Regions from separate parts of the Astyanax mexicanus genome. Here region 2 is linked to region 1. Evidence: chromatin contacts called from public Hi-C data. All regions are on one chromosome and are shown on one strand. The core of a region is the stretch at or near the end of the contact, and the rest is flanking DNA. Distances in the headings are between cores, read along the strand shown.

Region 1 (5,743 bases), core at 839-3,338:
ATTTGATTTACATGACATTCTAAGGGGCCATTTGGAATTAGAAGTGTGGATGGAGGCAGACACTTAATGCTCATGCTCTTAATGATTTTAATGTAAGTAAATATGGGATTAGCAGTGGGTGAACATATGGTCAAAACTCTTATTAGTGTGCTTACAGGCATTTATTTAAAAGGCAGAGGTAAATCATTACAAACATTACACTCCAACATATAGGTTTAACTTTTTTATTCCGTATTCTTGGGCAAGACGTATATGATAAAATAATATATCATGATATGGCTTGTTATTATCTCATTAAAACCCTCTTTATCTCTTTAAAACATTAAGATCTAGTCAATGGTGTCTTTGAAGGCAATATATATTTTGGTTAGATCATAAACTTGCCTATAAAAGCATGGCAATACAATACAATTCAGGGTAAATATCTGTGATTTAGGATAACAAAAATAATGGTGTGGTCTTACAGCTAATACTTTTATAGTAGAGGAAAAGCTGACCTGTTGTGGTGTTTGTTTTTTAGCTTTTTAAGAAGACAACTGGGCAATGTCTTTGTAACTAATTTAGTGTAACCTTAATGAGTTAATAACAAAACAAAACTAAAGTGTAAAATAAGGTCATTAGCATAGGTTTTACAGACACAGGTTATATGTATACTCTGCAAATTTAACTTACCAGTATAGGGAATGTTTTCACCTGGATGAACAGCTTTTTGACCATCCTCTAACCATTTGAAACCAGTTTACAGTGGGTTTTTCAACAGGGTTGACTGTAAAAGCAGAAAAATACAGGATAATATCAGAGAAAATACATGTTGTTCCAGATTCCAAAATAAAGGACAATATCTTTTGTATGGCTTTGATTCATTCGGAAGGGAAATGGGCAATGCCCTTATGGCTACGCTAAAGTAACCCTACTATGACAAGAACAGTGTAAAATTAGTCTAAAATAATCAAATTAAAATACATTTTACAGAAGCCAGTAATATTTGTAGTGTTCTAGTATATAACAGCTAGTCTGGTAAACATAGTGTGATAACAGGAAAAAGTATGGGATGAAACATCTCTATTTTACATATAAAACATTTTAGTCTTATTATTTTATTAAATATAGATACTTTGTGGTTTAAAACGACTAGACTACAAAAAACATTTAATCTTAATACATACACTACACATCCCAGCATTCCCACGAACACAGCTGGCGCCTTCCATATCCGTCCACATCCGCATTTATGTGACCCCTGTAGCCAATCGTAACGCAGGAGGGCGGGGTCTGTCGGAAAACGCGTGGAAAACAGTCTATGATAATAAAAGGTGGCTATATTATGTGTAATATTGTGTAGCTGGCTGCTTATTATGTTTAACGAATATGTTATGTATAATAAAGTATTTATGTTTATTTACACTGATCTAAAAGGGCATTATAATATGTATAAAAATAAAATGTGATAGAAGTAAACTTCCAATCCCAGTTTAACTATTATGTTATTTGTACTTGTGTATATCATTTATACACAATATTTCACAGATTTATTTTAGTAAGTAAATCTGGAGCTACATATTTATTTAAATTAGTGTATTATAATTCTGGGTAAAAATTATATTCAGAAAGGTAAATTGAAAAATGCAGTTTTTTTTTGTTTATTTGTGATGTTACTAAATTCCTTCAAAGTATATCTTATATGTAGGAACCCTAACAAATATACTCATATATAAATATTTTCTTTATAATCAGAATTTAATTTTAAATTAATTTGAAGTGGCCATCTAAATCAGCACAGCATAGACTTATTGTTAAATACCAATAATAGTTTACTTTATTAGGAGTATTTTTTTACTTTTGATTATACTTGTTTTTTCCCATTTGTTATACTGCGATTTGTGTCAATATAAATTAAAATTAGGGAAAAATCAAAGTATTTTCATTTATTTAAAAAAAAAAAAAACGTTTCCCAGGTCCTCGTGGTGAGCGAGAACAGTCACACCCCTGATCACGAGGGTGCCAATCAGAGCCGGAGAGAAAAACCATGAGGTAATCCCTCGGCCTGCCATTGGAGGGCTATATTAAGAAAGCGGCGAGGCGCTTTATAAGGAACTCTGTGCTCTGAAATCCTGAGAACTGAACAGTGAGAGGCTGAGGTGGTGAGCTGCTGTGTCTGAAGTGAGAGGAGCTACTTTATAAGCTGGAGATCCTGAATAAGCTACACAGTCTCAGCTGGAGATACTGAAGAAGCAACACAGCCTCAGCCTGGACACTTTTCTAACTGTGTATTTCATTTGATCCTGTTTTAATAAGGATTTTCAGAGTTTTAATCCGTGCGTAAAAGCAGCGAGGACACACCGAGCACATGGCTGCTATCCGTAAGAAGCTGGTGGTGGTGGGGGACGGGGCGTGCGGTAAGACGTGTCTGCTCATCGTCTTCAGCAAGGATGAGTTCCCTGAGGTCTACGTGCCCACCGTCTTCGAGAACTACGTGGCTGACATCGAGGTGGACAGCAAGCAGGTGGAGCTGGCGCTGTGGGACACGGCCGGCCAGGAGGACTACGACCGCCTGCGCCCCCTTTCCTATCCGGACACGGACGTGATCCTCATGTGCTTCTCCGTGGACAGCCCGGACTCTCTGGAGAACATCCCGGAGAAGTGGGTGCCTGAGGTCAAGCACTTCTGTCCCAACGTGCCCATCATCTTGGTGGCCAACAAGAAGGATCTGCGCAACGACGAGAGCGTGCGCGGCGAGCTGGCGCGCATGAAGCAGGAGCCGGTGCGCGCTGAGGACGGCCGCGCCATGGCCGTGCGCATCGGTGCCTACGACTACCTGGAGTGCTCGGCTAAGACCAAGGACGGCGTACGGGAGGTGTTTGAGACTGCCACGCGTGCTGCGCTCCAGAAGAGGTCCAGGCCGGCTGGTGGCTGCGCGAACTGCTGCAAGCTCTTGTGAACTCATGTAAACTTCTGTGAAATCATGTGAGCTCCTGTACGAACTCCTACGAGAAGAGGACATGGTTCCCCAGACAAGAAACGAAACATGCTAATGTGGGGCTCACTTAGGTGGAACATGGTCTAGGTGGGTTCCAATTGAGTTCCAGTTGGGTTCCAGGTCGGTTCTAAATGGGCATGGGCTCTGAGTGGGTTTGTACTTGTGTTCTAACGACTAGTTGGGCTTCCCATCTAGGGGTTCCATCTAGGCCCTATATTTGTGTGTGTGTGCAAGGTACAAACCAGGTGGGGCCTATGTTGACTCCCATGTTTAAACTCCTCCTGGTCCCATCAGTGACACTGACTGACTCCATGCCTTGTGGAGCCAACATGGACAAACCCATGGACAGAACTTTCTAAAAGGACCCAGTTGACTTGTTGACCCAGCCTGGAGTCTAGTTCTTTACTCATGGACAAGTTGGGTGGGGGGGGTGTTTGGAGAGATGAGGGGGGAGGGGTTTGAAGTGTCCCTTGATGCCCTCCCTGCACCAACACTAAAAAGTAGAGAAAGAAGGAAAAGAATGGACACAGAACAGTGAGAGAGAGAGAGAGAGAGAGAGGGGATGGTAGGGGGCTTGTGAACCCTCAACTTTGTATCTCTCTCTGTGTTTGTGTGTCTCTCTATCTTGCTCTCTTTTTTTCTCTCTTTTGCTTTGTTGTTTTGGTGCTGTGTGGCAGCCGAAAAAGACACAGGCACTATACTATTCACACTGCAAGTACTACTACCACCACCACCAACAACAACAACAGCATGCTCTGGATAATGCATGCATGGGTGGGTCTGGGTGGTTGGGTAGCTTGGGCACAATATCTGCTGCTGCTGCTGCCACACAGAACAAAGTACAGAACAATGTAACTTATAGGCTTAACACTGTATACAGCCTTGCCTTGTTTATATGACACATGCATAGGGCTCTGTATTTTGTTTTTTGGGGATTTTTTTAAATGAGAGAAATGAGAAGAAAAAGAATATGCCTTGCCACTGCATTGAGGTGGTCTTTGGGATGTACACTGGGATGACCCTCAAAAAAAAAGAACAGGAGGAGACTTGTACAAAATGCTAGCTTTCTAGTCAGCTGCCAGCTGTGGTGAGACTGCAGTGCGAGCAGGGCAGCTGTGCTTTTGTTGCACAGTGAGAGACTTGATGCAGCACTAAGAAGGGGGATGGAGGGGTGGGGGATGGGTGCAAGTGGTCAGTCAGTGTGTTCCGGGACTGTGTATTGTGCTGTTGCAAAAGTCACCTCGATTCATTGTATGCACACACATTTACAACACACATACATACGTACATACATGCCCACACCATGAAATGTTAAAGTGTGGGCCCATGCTGGTGAATCTGCATGCTTAAATAGCCCAGCATTGTCTGAATCTCCGTTTGTTGTTTCCATTCTTGTTGCACTGGGTGCCCGTGCAGTCTGCTACCCCACCCTAGCGCTCGGTAAACTCGTACGCAGCCCCTCTGCTCGAGCACCAACAATGAAGTTTGTCACGATTGCACTGATGGGATTATGGGAGCTGCTTTTGTTGATTTGGGGTGTATAGGGCTCGGCTGGGATTGGCTGGGTTGGGGTGTGGGCCCTTTTCTGCTTTGGCTCAGCTCTGGGTTAGCGTGACACACTACGCACACCCTCTGTTACAGAGGCGGCCTATGAAGTTCAGCTCTGAAGCTCTGTACATTTTCTGTTTTGTTGTTTTTAGGACTTTTATATGTCTTTAAGCCTGTGGTACCACTGCATTAACTTCAGACTGACCTGGGTCAGCTCTGAGGCGTTGGCTGTCATGTTTACAGTAACCCAGCAATGAACAGAAAAAATAAAATAAATATTCAATTGCAATACAAGTATGTGTCTTGTGTTTATGTACAAGTGTCAAATATGTGCCTTTAAGCAATATTGCACTGGTTCTGGTACTGGTTTAGCTGTGGTTTCATGTGTATTACACTAGTAGATAATGAAAGGGATTGAAAAGGGCAGTACGGGTGGGGTCTGCTCACACTCAGCTCCGCTGCCTCATGGTCCTACTGCCTCCAGCACAACAGCAGGCTTTGTTCATCTCCACTAGTATCTTTTCTACTCTTTAAAGTAAATTTATTTTGTTGTGTTGTATATATTATGAAAAAGATTACTTGGCTTTTGACGATATACATAATAATTTAAATATGGTTTGTAAGGAACAATACACAATATGTTTTATTTATATGTATTTTAAGAATAATTTAGGTAAACCAGGTAAAATATACTAATATACTAATACTAATTTAATTGTTACTTTGAGTGTCCACAAAATCATTATCTCTACCAAAGAACCCATTGAAGAATAAATATAGGAGTATAAATATATATAGACTGTCCAGCAAACACTTCATATCTCCAAATAGCAACTTTACAGGTGAAGAAAAATCCTTAACTTTAAGTAGAGGTCAATGTAAAGCTTTTTTATTTATTTATTTGTTTATTTATTTTTTTTACATATTTTGGAAAGATTGGGAGATATATATGGGAGGTATAAAATGTACCCCAATTCTTGAAAGACCAATATAATAATACCAATACCATTTTAAAGGACAAAGAATCATGGATCTTTGCTCTTTAAATAATATATAACAGACACTAGTATTAAATAAAAATAATATCTGAGTAAAAGAGCTATGTAAACTCTAAAAACTGTTATTTATATTGCAGAATAATGGCTATTTGACTTAAAACAATAGAGTAATGTTTGTGGTGGCATATTTATTTATTTTCAATCAATTTTGTTTGTTTGT
Region 2 (5,578 bases), core at 2,914-5,413, 42 kb after region 1:
CTGTAAACAGACAGAAAATAGGACTCTGTCCCATGACTTTTGCCATGTTTCATGGAAGCTGAAGAACACTGATCAGCAGGATACAGTATGTGTGTGGAGCATCCTGCATTAAGTGTGTTGAGTGTGTGTTCTTGTGTCTAAATAAAGCACTAACTGAACTCTTGAGGTGAAGAAAGCAGAGATCCCTTAGGCACATATTTAAGTGGGGAGCATGACTTTAACAACAACGGTTAATCTTCAGATCGGGAAGCCTGTCCTGATATTGTATTATGCAACAGGCCTGTTCTGAAATAAAGAATGATTTTACTGAGGGGAGTCCTGTGATTCAGCTCTCTGAGGCTTTTAAGCTTTCTGAGGACGGGGTTTTCAGCAGCCTGTGTTTTTCTCAGTGATTGAGGAGTCTATTTTTCTTACAGTTTCCCGATATTTAGTCTGGTTTTAACTGGTGTGCGCTTCCTATGTTTTTGTTATGTGACTGGCCTTACGCGAACTAGCTGATTCAGATTTATAATGTTGTATATTATGTCGGTCGGGCCTTACTTGCCTTAAAACAATTGCCAATTATGTTGTTTCCATACATGTTTTCTTGGCATTCTTTCACTGATCTTCATCTATAGAATGAAAGAAAGGAGGTGCAATGTTTTTTCAGACCTGAGAGTCAGACATAATTGCTAAATCTTTCATGCCTCATATGGGGCTGTGCTTTAGGAAGTGTCTGTGCTCTCTCCAGGGTCACAAACAGGAGACTGGCAGAGTCAGTAGCGTGAAAGACAGTCTGGGCACCATGCCAACGCTGTTGCCAAGGGAGCCCAGCCTCTCCTCCTCTTCCTCCATCTCCTCCTCCGCCCGCTGCCACCGAATAAGGCCTGCTCTTGTTTGTGCACTCTGGTGCAGCGCAGAGATTAGACCCGGGCTGAAGAATGTTCTAAGTGGAAGTATAACAAAGTGGATACCACTGGTGTACCCACTTAGCGTAGTTTACACATGCCCTCATAATTCCTTTCTTGCTCTGCATGCCGTCATTTCACTCTTATTTGTTTTCGAAACATACTAAATATAAAAAATATTTACATTTGTTTCATATTTCAACTCATATTCCTGGATTTGAGAACATTACATATTGTTTTCCCCACTTTTCCTCATTGATAAATGCTCCTCGACATCACCCATGTAATAATGCATAATACATGACCCAAATCAGACCACCAGACCATCAAATGGTTAACCTTTGTTTACCTCAGGTGACCAATGAAAGCGCTTGATGTTGCTGTTTCCAAGCAACTGGACATCCCCAAAGGGAAGGGCATTGGCTAGCAATCAGCAAAGTCAAAACTGTGCCAACTCACATTGGTCAATTGCTTGTATAGCACTGAAGACACAATAGCCTAGATTCAGCATCTCTAGGGGATCAGGGGGAACCAGCACAGTGTTTTGTTTTGGCAGAAGTAGGCTAAGCATCTAGCTGTATGTGATGACATACTTAAAACTGCAATAATCACTAGTGTGAATGTGTTCACTGTCACAAATAGGTTACATGTGGAGGATAAATTCTATACTGTACTGTACTGCTGTGGAATGGTGGTAAAATTAGCTTTTCCTTTTTAATGGTTGAATAAAGACGAAAACTTACACTTATCTGTTAATGAGGCCTGCACTTTCTTAGATTTTTATCTGGGTTCTTTTTATTTTATTTTATGGCATGTAGGGCTACTTATTTTTTTGAGCCAAAACCCCAATTCAGAAAAAGTTAAGACACTATAGGAAATAAAAGTGCTTGATCTTGCTGTTTCCAAGCAACTGGACATCCCCAAATCAAAGGACATTGGCTAGCCATCAGTATGCTCAAAACCCATGCCAACTCACATTGGTCAATTGCTTGTAGCACTAAAGACACAATAACCTAGATTTAGCTTCTCCAGGAGCTCTGGGGGAACCAGGGTTGTGTTTTGTTCTGGCAGGAGTATGCATTTATCTGTGTGCTGTGCCACGACTTAAAAATTCAGTTTCGTAAACATGCATCACTAAAGACGTGACTAAATACAGTAACCACTAGGGCTGCATGATAATGGAAAAAAACTGCCATTGTAATTTTATGTTATTCTGTGATAAATATTGTGGTTTAAAAAAAATACAGGATTTTTTACGCCAGATTTCATCAGAACTTTCATCGGCAACAAAGTGCTCGCTATTGCCCCTTTTTATAATAAATTATGATAATGTGCCCTCTTGATGATCATTTTTTTTAGATATAGAAATTCAGATCTGTCTACCAGATGTCAGCTCTGGCCTTAACTCATAACCTTGCAAGATCAACACACACAAAAATAATAAATGTATAAATGATGCCATTGTACATTTCAAGTATTCAGTGCCACGGATGGCTTAAATGCAGATGATTTTTTTTTGTACTGTGGACTGGCAGTAAAAGGTGCCTTCTTTTCCTTTTTAATGGTGGAATCAAGAACACTGAACGTATCTGATGGGAACAAGTTCCTGCAGTTTCTTAGATGTACATCTGGGTCATTTTGTGACTTCCTGGGTGAGCTTTCATTTTGCTCTTTGAGGAATTTTGATTGGCTGGCCACTTATTTTTCCGTTTGAAGATATTGGCTCTCACTGTGGAGAGTCTGGACCTTAGAAATTGCATTTCAAAACTAGTACATTTCAGTGGCTTCTCATTTCTTTGAGATATTTTGTTTATTATGTGGCATGTATGCTACTCATTGTTTTTTAGCTACAAACACAAATCACAAAATATCTCAGCATTTCTTACATTTATTTTGACCTCTATTTCAGTGCAGAAGCCAGGGTCTGTCATTATATGGGGTTGTGTACACTTGTGTACTCTTTTGCAATGACTGCATTATTGCAGAAATGAACATTGAGATCTTAAAACAACATACTGCATGCTTCTCCCAAGATAACATATTTTTCACTTTTGTTTGTGCTTTTTTTAACAAGACCATGCAAAACCATATGCTGCACACATTTGCATGCTTACAGTCCTGACCAATGATCCCTAATGGAGAATTTTAAGTGTGGTCAGAAGGAATGGCAACACTACAAATGCGGTAAATACGCTTTAGTATTCCAAATTCTTTTGGATGTATTGAAGGTGTTGCAGGCCTGAAATGCAGGAATGGATGTATTTTAAAGAAATGAACTGAAGTTGAGCAGATAAATCATGTAATATCATGAAATATGTCGGGTTGATTGTGTTTGCAGTGAAATAAAAGTCAAAGTAAATGTAAGAAACAATTTATAAATCATAATTTACAATATCCAAAAGAAGGGTAATCAACATCAAAATGTGCATTTGAGTATATTTTTAAAAGTATACTTAACATGGGAAAGTACATACTTTTAGCATTAAAATTAACACATACTTAAATACATAATAAATTTACTATTTTGGAACAAATTATGGCAACATATATTTCAATTAAGCCATTAAGCTATATTTAAATACAACATAAAAGCATTAGGTTGTACTTTATATTTAAGTATGTGTATTTCAAACATAATTTTTAACACCATTGAAATATGTTCTACTTTGCATATTTGCACATATTGTGTGAACTTTAATGCTTCTGGGGAAAAAACTACACTAAAGTGCACTTTAAGCAGTATTTAATGCCACTATATATTTTTTTCTGTCAACACAACGTATAATTAAAAGCATATTGCTTAAAAATACAAATATTGCCAAAAAACATTTTATGGAAATACAGAGAAAGTATATTTAATGTGTATTTTCATAAAGTATATTAAATAGAAAATGTACTTTTGGTATTCTTTACCTAATTTGAACATAGTTTTAATGCTCTTAAGTATACTTCCTTTCCACAAGAGCACGCCTGAATGTGTCAGGTTAAATTGACCCCAATTCTAAGCCAAATTTGGCTAATTGGTTGATGATGTAGTTAAGGAGGCAATTAGCCTCCATAAGTATTTCACAGCACTGTAATCAGCATGTTGAGCTCATTACTGAACATCAGCACCCCCACAGTAAGACCCCTGAGCAACACACAGCGTTTACTGTATTGTGTTAGCAACAGTCAGCACAATTTATAATACAAGGTTATTATTGCTAATGTCTATGTTATCCAATTGTAGGAGTAAGACAGCAAATATGCAGTTTCTAGCTATCGACTCAGACTGGATGGCGACGTGTCAGGACAGCTGGCTCCTGGTCCTTAAAGCTGTTGCTGTCAGCAAGATACATGCTCAAACAGCTGCTGCAGTGTACTGGAGTGAAGAAGCAGGCCTTCAGCCAGGACAGCAGAGCATGGATCTCATTAATAAACCTAATCTGAACACTGCTCCTCCAACACGAGGCGTCCAATAAACCTAATCTAACTACTCATACAACAAGATACGTGCGGCTCGAGAGTGCTAGGACACAAAGTAGTTTAAACCGAGTCAAACAAAGCCAATGACACAAAGGCTTTAGTCGTGTTGCCTCCTCCAACACGAGGCGTCCAATAAACCTAATCTAACTACTCATACAACAAGATACGTGCGGCTCGAGAGTGCTAGGACACAAAGTAGTTTAAACCGAGTCAAACAAAGCCAATGACACAAAGGCTTTAGTTCATCAGCACTGGAGAATCACTGATGAGAGAAACGCATCCCAGGCGGATATGCGATGCATGAGAAACTGACGAGACGCTACCGGATGTTCTAAACAAGTCTGGGCAGCGGGCCAGGGTGCCTCGGCATGACCTGATGTCTGACAAAAGCCACACCAACGCAGCATTAATCACAACTTAGCAGTGGGCCTCGCTCTCACTGCTGCTGCCAAAGGCTAAATGCTTCAACACAACACAGTGAGCCTCTGTGCTCAGACAGAATGAATACTGAGCGGATTTCATGGGAAAACCTCTACTGTATATGTGAAGGACATATACATAAAAAATGCCCTACTGTCTGGAATGTATATACAGTACAGTTCAAAAGCTTTAGTTCAATAGTTTTGATTAACCCTTGTGTGGTGTTCGGGTCTGTGGGACCCGTTTTCATTTTTCATCAAATTATACTAAAAAATATTTTTTCTAACTCAAACTGATTGGCATTGGCTCATTTTTTGTGAAAAACATATATCAAAACATATTTTCGATAAACACACACTGTACCCCCCCCCCCCCCAAGCATTTATATTACATACAGTATGTTTGGCCAAGAGCTAATAAACATTGTTTCATTTACAAATTTGAAACTAAACAAATTTTCTACTCTTATCTTGAGTTTAATTCATTTTCTTTTACATTTTATTAAAAAACTAATAAAAAAAGAGTAGCACTTTTTGAAAGAAATGTAACATAAGAAAGGTAAAGGGCAAATATTAACCATGTAAGCTGTTTATATTGCTTGCAATTTAGGTGGAGCAAGCATGTGTAAAGCATTTTAATGTAAAATTGCTTAATTTTGCTGAATTAAATACAAGTAACAAAGTAAACGAGTAACAAAAATATGAACACCACAGAAGGGTTAAAACACCTCCAAAGCTCCCCCCATAGAAGAGAAGTCTAGTATTATTCATTACTTATCTAGTTATCATCATATTAACAGCTGGTTT

The links. A called contact is a pair of places that touch in the nucleus more often than the background predicts.
Region 2: a contact with region 1 is called in a Hi-C map of muscle, with 11 times the contacts expected there. The contact joins the enhancer-like site here to the promoter of LOC103025336 in region 1. A contact is called at or near these places in 2 of 3 Hi-C or Micro-C datasets (both in muscle).

The regions. Positions count from the first base shown.
Region 1 is chr14:13,267,268-13,273,010 of AstMex3_surface, forward strand. LOC103025336 (rho-related GTP-binding protein RhoB) reads left to right here and starts at 2,089. Exons shown (of 1, transcript XM_015607907.3): 1 at 2,089-4,819. The coding sequence starts at 2,348. The coding sequence ends at 2,938.
Region 2 is chr14:13,307,693-13,313,270 of AstMex3_surface, forward strand. No RefSeq gene overlaps it. Among protein-coding and RNA genes, the nearest start is that of trnas-aga, 21 kb to the right of the region's middle. Within about 2 kb of position 4,164, the one cell type or tissue checked has an H3K27ac peak away from gene starts, as active enhancers do.